Regions from separate parts of the Danio rerio genome. Here region 2 is linked to region 1. Evidence: chromatin contacts called from public Micro-C data. All regions are on one chromosome and are shown on one strand. Each heading gives the region's core, a stretch centred on a gene start, on an enhancer-like site or on the middle of the called end of the contact. The rest is flanking DNA. Distances are from core to core; before and after follow the strand shown.

Evidence for each region. Hi-C and Micro-C count contacts between places; a contact is called where the count stands out from the background.
Region 2: a Micro-C map of caudal fin shows a contact between it and region 1, with 3 times the contacts expected there. The contact joins the enhancer-like site here to the promoter of sh3bp5la in region 1. A contact is called at or near these places in 3 of 18 Hi-C or Micro-C datasets (caudal fin, hematopoietic stem cells and an unstated tissue).

Annotation. Positions count from the first base shown.
Region 1 is chr15:37,491,896-37,496,882 of GRCz12tu, forward strand. sh3bp5la (SH3-binding domain protein 5-like, a) reads right to left here and starts at 2,926. Exons shown (of 6, transcript NM_213160.1): 1 at 2,689-2,926; 2 at 1,252-1,314. The coding sequence starts at 2,910. mgat1a (alpha-1,3-mannosyl-glycoprotein 2-beta-N-acetylglucosaminyltransferase a) reads right to left here. Exons shown (of 2, transcript NM_200676.1): 2 at 4,782-4,987.
Region 2 is chr15:37,537,399-37,542,516 of GRCz12tu, forward strand. dhx16 (DEAH (Asp-Glu-Ala-His) box polypeptide 16) reads right to left here. Exons shown (of 21, transcript NM_200024.1): 14 at 4,959-5,099; 15 at 4,065-4,227; 16 at 1,795-1,913. Among named protein-coding and RNA genes, the nearest start is that of rnf183, 18 kb to the left of the region's middle. Within about 2 kb of position 1,808, at least 2 of the 62 cell types and tissues checked have an H3K27ac peak or open chromatin away from gene starts, as enhancers often do. A contact at or near this core is called in caudal fin, where this site is marked.

The DNA of each region.
Region 1 (4,987 bases), core at 1,676-4,175:
TTACTAAACTGAAACAATTTTTAAAATCTTTTTATTTCAGCTATTAACCAATAAAACTTTAAAAAGTTTAAAAGTAAAATTTTATCCTGCTGTACTGACACCAAAACACATCATATACAACAACTTTTAAAAATACTATTAAGAGAATATATATTTTTAAATTTCTCAGCAAATATAGGTAATATATTTTGGGTGTATTGATACAAAACAGTTTTATTACAGTAATAATCAATAAAAAAGTTGTTTGGTCATCTAAAATATTTAGGAGAAAAATCATACATCTAAATTCAAATAAAGTTTTGCAAAAAAAAATACTAACTACACAACTAAATTGAATATTCTTTACAGATCTCTTGATTATTTATTTAATATTTTCGACTTTTTTTTATTTATTTAGGGTTTTTCCCTCACATATTTGTTGGGCTGTACAATTTTTTGGCACTAGGATCTTAAGTTATTTTGTTAGATAAGCTCCAGTTTTGGTTTCAGTACTAACTAATCTAATGTAAACAAGTAAATGTTTTGTATTACATACTACAGAAAGCATAAATAAAAAGAAAAATCTGCAATGGGTGTATTCATTTATGCTGGGCACTGTATATAATAAAATTATTTTAAACATTACATTATAATATATTATATTATATTTCATTAACCATTTTAAATTATTATTAAAATGTATTATTAACATAACTAAAACTATTAAGAAAAACATAAACTAAAACCAACTTGAAACTTTTTTTTATTTTACTTATTTGGTGAAGAAACTTGTTGATTCTTGTGGTTTATTAATAAATAAATAAATAAACAAATAGTAATAAATATACTAAAAATGTTATTATTAAAAATTATATTTTTATCTTATAATAAAAATGTCTATACAGTGTGATATAATATAATGTAATATAATATAATATAATATAATATAATATAATATAATATAATATAACATAACAAAATATAATATAATATAATATAATATAATATAATATAATACTTTTAATCAAATTTATTATAAAACTGGGTGTTGGTTGACTAATGTTTAATAATCAAGCTAAGCTAGTAGCACAAAGGCTGCAGCTTTAATCTCAAGTACATCTAAAAAAAAAAAAAAAGATTATAGTCTTATTGGATAAAAGTGAGTGTAAATTACAATGAGCAACAAGAAGCATATATTTTGAAGTAAATGAATATCCAAAATGTCCTTAAAGTTAGAATTGTCCAAAGTGCACTGTCTGAATGTCCACATACTTGCAGTTCCAGCTCCATCTTGTTGATCTCCTCGCTGGTCTCATTTAGACATTCTAGTTCCTCCTGGACAAAGAAACACAGTAAATGATAGGTACCTTATCTTGGCTACTCATTAAAGGTTGCTGGTTTAATCTGAAGAAGTGTGACCTAGAAACTGGTGTGATAATAATGGGATTCAAATTATTCATTTATCAAAAATGCACTTTGATTTATTATTTTTATTACCTCTTTATTATATATATATATATTTTTTTTTTCGTCAAAAACTGAAGGTCTATCACTATTGGTGTATTTTGCTAAAGTATTAGATGTACCAAAATCAGTTATTTAAAAAAAAAAATTCAGGGATGTCAAATGTCATATGGAAAAACAAACCTCACTATTTAAATAGAAATATTTTATGTAATTCATATAATCAAGGAGGTTTGAATGTGCTTCATTTTGATACTTCTAATACAATTTTAAGTTGAATTGGATTAAACATTATATCAAACATAAAAATAAAACATGGTATATAATCCCAAACCTTATTTTTGGAAAAGTCAGTGGTATAGAGTTTCTTTTAAAGTGTGACTTTGAAATTAATAAGCTCCCGGGCCATTCAGTTATCTAATTTTTATAGGCAGGCTCTTGTATGTTATCTATCAAAATAGAAACTGTAATTATACATTTCTTAAAAGTTTGGTTATTGTCCTGCAACCTTTAGACACAAGTACTTTTGGAATAACCAATTTCAGAATATTAATTGGAACTTGACCTGGACTTACAACAACAAATACTGTGTCACTAATAAAGTCAGTAAAACCTACTTTAAAATTACACATAAAATAGATCCAACCAACCAGTTTCTCAAGAGGTATAAAGTTGATCTTTCTGAATCGTGTGTTTTTTGTGGAATGGATGTTGACACTGTTATGCATTTGTTTTTTGATAGTAAAGTTGTGCATGTTAGATATTTCTGGTTTGATGTTGAATGTCTATTTAAATATACTAAGTGGTCATGGAATTATTATTAAGAAAAAAGATTTTAAATATTTTACATAGATAAAAAAGATATAGATAAGAATCTCCTGTTTATGTTAAATCTGTTAGGCAAATTTCATACACACAAGTGTAAATGGTCGGAGAGGAAGCCTAACATCTTCCATTTCAAGGCTGATTTAAAAATATATATATATATTGAAACTCTTAAAGGACTTTCAAGTCGTAAAGCGATCAGAACTGTGAATATACGTTGCCTAATAAGCTAAACTCATCTTCTCCATGATAACGTAAAAGTTATGTATACATGCTCTTGTTCTTTGTTTTTCTTTCTCTCCTTCTTTTTTCTTTCTTTTAACGTTATTAGCGTATTAACTTTAACGTTAGTGCAAAATAGTTTACAAAAACGAATGAATATCTTCAGAGAACAGTGCTGTGTCAGTATATAAACATTACCTTGATTCTAGGATCCAGTTCCTCCTCAGTCAGTTTTCCATGTAGTGAGTTTTCATCTGGACATTTGGAGTCTCTACTCTCAAGGTCAGTTTCCTCGGACTCTCCATCAGCCTCTCGTCCCTCACCGGTCTCCTCCTCCTCCGGCGCCCGATTTCCTCCTCTCTCCTCCGCCAAAGCAGCCCCTGAACCCGCAGGACTTTCACGCAAAGCCGCTGGATCCATTTACAGGCCTCTCCGGAAATTCAGGATGAAATAATTTCAATTAAAAAGTAGAAAACCACCAGATCGAAAGCGAATAAGAGAAGTACCGTTGAAGTCTCTCGTCTGAAGGTATTTTAACTATATTTTTCTTCCTCCATGGTGGTTTGTTTACGCTGCTGCTGTAAACCAGCACATAAATAAACCGGACGGATGAGTTTGAAAGTGGTTGGAAATTAAATATAGAGTTAAAATGACAAATAAGTCCATTCATTTGACTCAAATTTACCCCATATTTAACACAGCATTCCTCTACTGTGTGCTCGAAACGAAATGTGACACACGAGTGAGGTAAATAGAAAACGCGAAATCAAACCTTTCAGGACTGCCTGAGCTACGGTAGTTAACGTCAGAGCCGTGGCTCTGGCAACATACGTCATAACGTGGGAGTGCTCCGGTGACGTAGTTAACTTGTGGCTAAAAATAACATTACTTTTTGTTTGGTGAATCTCATATGCCAGAAAGCTTAATTTAGTATATATAATAAGTATATATATAAATCGAATAAATGACTACATTCTACAGAAATATATAATTATGAATGTGTGTGGATAGACAGATACTGTAGATGATATTATAGAGACTAGATAGATAGATAGATAGATAGATAGATAGATAGATAGATAGATAGATGGATAGATAGATAGATAGATAGATAGATAGATAGATAGATAAATAGATAGATAGATAGATAGATAGATAGATAGATAGATAGACACTATATTTAAATAGAAACAGTATTGTAGATAACGTACTATAGACATTAGACATAATAGATAAGATAGATTATCTACAGTATCTTTCGTGTCTATATTATCCATAATATCTTTCTTTCCAATTCTCTATCTATAGTCTATATTATCTACAGTGTGTCTGTCTGTCTATCTATATATCTATCAGTAGTCTATCTGTAGGTAGATAGATACTGTTGATGATATAGACTAGATAGATAGATAGATAGATAGATAGATAGATAGATAGATAGATAGATAGATAGATAGATAGATAGAACACTATACTGTCAATAATATAGACTATAGATAGATCATAGACTGTATAGACAGAAGATACACACTACTATAGATAATATACTGTAGACACTATAGATAGATAAATTGATCTTGTACATAATATAGACACTGAAGACATGAAAGCAAAATATATACTGTAGATAATAGACATAAGACACATAATAGATAGATAAGATTATCTACAGTAGTATCTTTTGTGTCTAAATTATCTAAAACATCTATTTTTCTATAGCAGGGGTCATCAAACTTGATCCTGGAGGGCCGGTGCCATGCAGATTTTAGCTCCAACCCTAATCAAACACACCTGAACAAGCTTATCAAGGTCTTACTAGGTATACTTGAAACACCCAGGCAGGTGTGTTGAGGCAAGTTGGAGCTAAACACTGCAGGGACACCGGCCCTCCAGGACCAGGATTGGTGACCCCTGATCTATAGTGTCTATATCATCTTCAGATAATACAGACAATAGATAGACAGACAGAATAAACACTGTAGATAGATAGATAGATAGATAGATAGATAGATAGATAGATAGATAGATAGATAGATAGATAGATAGATAGATAGATAGATAGATAGATAGATAGATAGATAGATAGATAGATAGATAGATTTTTTTATTATTGTTGTATGGGTAAGAAATAAAGAGTCAATTAAATGTAACAACTGTATTTTCCTCCCAAACAAAATCCCAGCACAGAAGTAAAACACAAAACAATCGAAAATACCATGATTTCCCCCAACAAAATGCAATCACAGCGCTATAAACCATACACACAATCAAATAAAGACAGTACACAGAAATTAATCAAACAATCTCCTACATTTATAGGCACTTAGATCGGTTTTCACAGTTAAAAAAAATAAGTGTTACTTTTTAAAACACATTTTACACTCAAGTTCTGTTCCTGAACAAACACTCACTGTGTGAAAAATATGTCATTATAAGATTTTTCATTTATTAGCTCTGTCAGTTTAATGATTTGACTAATCAAAATGATCGTATAACT
Region 2 (5,118 bases), core at 558-3,057, 44 kb after region 1:
TAATAAAAAGATGAGTCTTAAGTAGTTTCCTAAAACATTTCAAGAAAGCGTGACGTCTGGATATTCGGTTAAGAACCACTTGAGTGTTAGTAAATGGTGAGGAAATTAAATGTTCTAGGTCAACTAATCCTTTAAGCAGTTGGACCATATTCTATAGTATAGGATAAGCTTACCTATCTGCATATAAAGGCCAGCTCACACCGTGCGATTTTTTTATAATCCTGAACAATTGTAGCATGTCAGAGTGCACGAATATGGCTCCCATGTCGCACTATAAGATCTCAGCAGTCATAAAGTCAGACTGAACGACAATGTAATAGCGCCAAAAACAAAAGAAAACATCCCCGAAGTTTGACCTCATCCATCTGTGACACATTCACTATCCCGCATTCTGAAATGATTCCTCACAGCAAACGTAAACAATCTGTAGCGGCAATATTGCACACGCCGTGTCTCAATGACAAAACCAGGAGGATAAAACTGTTTGACATTTCCCCGCAGTCATTTGAATTGTCGCACGGATTGCGTCATCAAATTCGGAGTCTGAAATCTTCTGACACTGCTAGAACTTCATCTGAGGAAAAATCTGATTGCAACGGGCATTAGGCGGCTGTCTGTAAACATGTCAAACCAACGATCAAAGATCACAGATTTTAGCCTGGGATTTCAGGAATCATTTAGGATTTTCCAAAATTGACTCAGATGACAAAATCGTGGTTAAAATCTCACAGCAACTACGTTTACATGGACATCAGTAATCAATTTATTTGCTTTAATCTAATTAAGACAATAATAAGACTAAGGTGTTTACATGAGTTGCTTTTTGAGTGTTACTTTCATGATCCCTTTTTACATGTTACAGCACATAATTCGATTAGCATCATTGCGTCACGGCGCAATTCGCATTTCCTCCGAAGTTGCATGTAATTCCAGGTGTTTCATTTTTAATTTTTCGCTGCAGTTTGGCATTTTCACTTTCATTCACGAACATTTCATGCACACCCCTGTGACAAGCGAGATATTGGATGCAACTATGAACTGCTGAAAGAGTGTTGTTTAAATGGAAGTTCATACCGCATGCTGAATGGTAGAAAAAAAGCCTTCGCATTTCACAATGCAGGTGTCTGTGGTCTGCACTGACTGGGTAGGTGCAGACCACAGAGAGGGGTAGAGAGTCAAACAGCCATGTGGGTGTGTTTGTGGACTATCCTGTTGCAAAACGCGACAAAAAGTCCTACATGACGGTAATAGTTCGATTAAGGTGTTTACATGCCTGTACTGCACTTCAATAATGCGACTAAAATCAGCATACTCCACACGTCTAAATTTGATTTCTCTTTAGTTCAATTATGACCTTAAGATAATTAAATTAATAAAAATCTCTGTTTACATGGTAGACTCTTAGAGTATTGTCTTAAACGCAATAAAATCGAATTATGGATGTTCATGTAAACGTAGTCACTGTGAACAGGGCTTAAGACGAGCTAGTTAGTTCTACAACTCAATCCTATAAGGAAGGGACAGCTCTTGAAAATAATTCCAGTTCTTGAAAAGAATTGATGTCCCAATCAATAATCTGTTTCTATTTAATATGCTGTGTTGAACAGTTCATTGTAATGGCTTGACCTGATTGACACCCACCCGTCTATGTCTTTTTTTATAGTAAACACAATTCTGAGTGAACCAAGTTCATAAGGTTTTAGAAAACCACATGTTTTTTGAAACCACAATCTAATACAGAATAATTATATGGCTATAAAAGCGTTTTAATGTGTGTGTTTTTTTTAATCGCACCTTAGTGAGTTCGCCGAGGTGATTGAGGGCGCCTAAAGCATAGAGCTGCTCCAAAGCCAACACCAGAGTTTCATGAGGAGGAGGATCCATGAAGTCAAAATGAATCAGGTCATTTATGCCTGCAGCAGAGATGAAGGAAAAAAACACATTAGATCTTATGTACACAATGTGTGTTTGATTTCAGAAAAAGAACGAGGGTCAGATCTTTTTACACATGCGTGAACAATTCAATTACTAAAACTGACACGATCCATCAAGATAAAAATAACTACAAAGGCATGTAACATTAATACTTTAGTACAATGACACCACCAAGTATTTGGACACGTAAGCATGTGTGTATGTCATTCAGAGCTAACTTTCTAGGTCATTAAAACCAGCTAGTCTGGGGTGATTATATTAGATGTACTTTTAGCATTCAGACGTTGTCATCATTATACTGTATCCTTGATGGGTGACAGTATAAATCTTTAGCAGGGATGTATTTATATTATTAAAAGTGACAGTAAATTCATTATAATTTTTAAGTATTACATTTTGTAGAAAAAAGAAAGGAGTTCACAAAAATATGAAGAGTTCAGATGCAAAATCCTATGTCTAGATTAAGTCATTTCATCACTTTCAATGTGAAATAACTGAACACAAACGTAAGGGGCTAAGAAAAATGCTCACTGTAATTGGAGATTTGCATGTAAACCATTTAAATATAGATGCACATACATTTTAAAAACTGATCTGGGTTTCTGCAAGTTTCATCAAATCAAAACAAGAAAAACATTTTCATCAAAACAAGAAAACTGCAGTTGTTTTGACACATTATGTTAAAAAAAAACTTAGTTTAACATTGTTAAAAGTATTTTTTTTATGAAGAAAACTACTCAAATAATTAAAAATATATCGTTGTTTGCTTTTGGTCTAAATGACTCCTATTCAACTTAATGGGTTTCTGTTTTAATACCTTAAGTTTCATGCCTATTTCTAAATATTATGTCTACTCACACTTACTCCAGTGAATAGTTTTTATGTAAGTGGAAGTCTATGTAAGGGGCTATATTGCTGTTATTATCATGAGGAATTGTGTATTTTTTTTTTAATAAAATTTTTTTTTTTTAAAATAAAAAAAATTAAATTAAATTAAATTAACTTTTTTTTTAAAAAAGTTTTAATAAAAAGTTTAAGACTTTAAGGTCTAAAATTAGTTTTTTGAAAAGTAAGACTTTAAGACTCCACGGATACCCTGTTGATACTAAGTAATATGTCATAACCACTAAATCCTAATATTCAAATGAATTGTAAAAATTCATGCGACACTGATGACTAATGAGGTCAAATATGTAGTCTATCAAAAGAATATATTATTAATGACAATATATTAAATTAGAAAACCATTACTTTGTGAAAATATTTCATACATTTACAATTTATATTGTTTTTTGATCAATTAAATACAGTAAATAAACAACATAAGTAACTTTTTTTTAAGTCTATGAAGTCAGTCCACACATATTTTACCAGGTGCATCACATCAGCTAAAAATGATCCTCTAACAATTCTCAGCCAAAAGTCACATGATAAAATATGACTTCTTTTTGTCAGACTGAAATCTCAAACTTTTCTTGCATAAAATAGTTTTACAACTTTACTACACAACTGTCCTAATTTTTACATACTTGTTAAAAAAAACTGTCTTTAAAACAGGATTCCCACATTTTTCCGAACAGACTTTCAGGGACTTTTTAAAGCGTCATTCATTTTGAATAAAGCACCCTTGTAATTCACACCCCTGAATATGTAGCGTCATGAAAGTCCTTACTGTACTTAACATTTTATTTGCATATAAATTTGCATAAAAAACGTCAGAGTAAAGTTTAAAAAAGTCCTTTTTAAAGAACTTTAAAGAAATTTGTTGAATTCAATACAAGTGATACTGAAATGCGGTTTCTGAAATATTGATGAAATGTGGTTGTTTGTCAGCGTTATTAATAGAGATTCGATTTTAAATTGATCACAGTTGTTAAAGTAAAACCACAAACAAATTTAATTTCATATTTATTTCAAGCACTTTCAAGGATCTATGTTTGATCTTAAGTGCCTTCTATGCCTTGAATCCATATGTTTTAAATTCAGGTACTTTTAAGTATTAAATGTTTTGTATTAAATGAAATGGTATTCATGCATATCTAAATACTGCTTATGTGTCTTAATATTTCAGGTATGTTTTACTCCTATTCACACACATGAAAAAAAAAAACTAATTCATTCGTTCTTACCAAGACTTTTGAGCAGCAGAACCACATTGCCCAGGTTTGTTCTCTGGATCTCAGGAACAGTGGTCTCCTCCATCTCATGTTTAAACGCCCAGGCAGTGTACAGCCGAAAACATTTCCCAGCAGCCACTCTGCCTGCACGGCCAGCTCTCTGATTGGCTGAGGCCTGCATCATAATAAAACACATCACTCACTATTAATTCACATTTAAAGCAACATATATTTATTCATGTTTTAATGGCTTATCAGCAAAGCATTGGCTTTATTCACAGCAAAACCTATGATAAATGTACAATATATAACATGCAATCAGGGTGAATTGAATAAACTAAGTTGGCTGTAGTGTATGTGTGTGAATAAGTGTGTATGGATGGGTTGCAGCTGGAAAGTCATCTGCTGTGTAAAACATATACTAGATAAGTTGACAGTTTATACTGCTGTGGTGACCCCTGATGAATAAAGGGGCTAAGCCATAGGAAAATTAATGAATGAATGAAATGCAATCATATCGATTTTCCTAATAAACATTTATTGCACAAAAAAAAACATACAACAACACTAAAACAAGTTATGTGTAATCTTTTGGTTTAATTAATAATAAATATTCTAAAATTACTCCAGAAGACACCTTTTTAAACATTACCCTTAAAATATTCATATAAAACAACATATTAAACACAAAAGTTCACCATAGCATAAAGATTTAAAATAGTGACGCAAACTTATGTCAATATTTCCTGTACACATGGATCAAGATTAGAGCTATTTTACATAAATAAAAAGTGAACATGTCTGATTAAAAATATACAACCAGAAAAAGTGTCTGGATATATATCTTTATATGATATATTTAGGTAATTAAAAGATAATTGTGTCTGGATAATTCCATTTTCTTACCCGTGAACAAGGAGTGACAATGAGAGACTCCATTCCTGTTTTTGCATTGTAGCTCTTTTGCTTGCAAAATCCCGGATCGATCACATAGATGATGCCGTCGATGGTGAGAGATGTCTCTGCGATATTTGTGGCCACTACAACCTGGAGTACAAAAAATAAA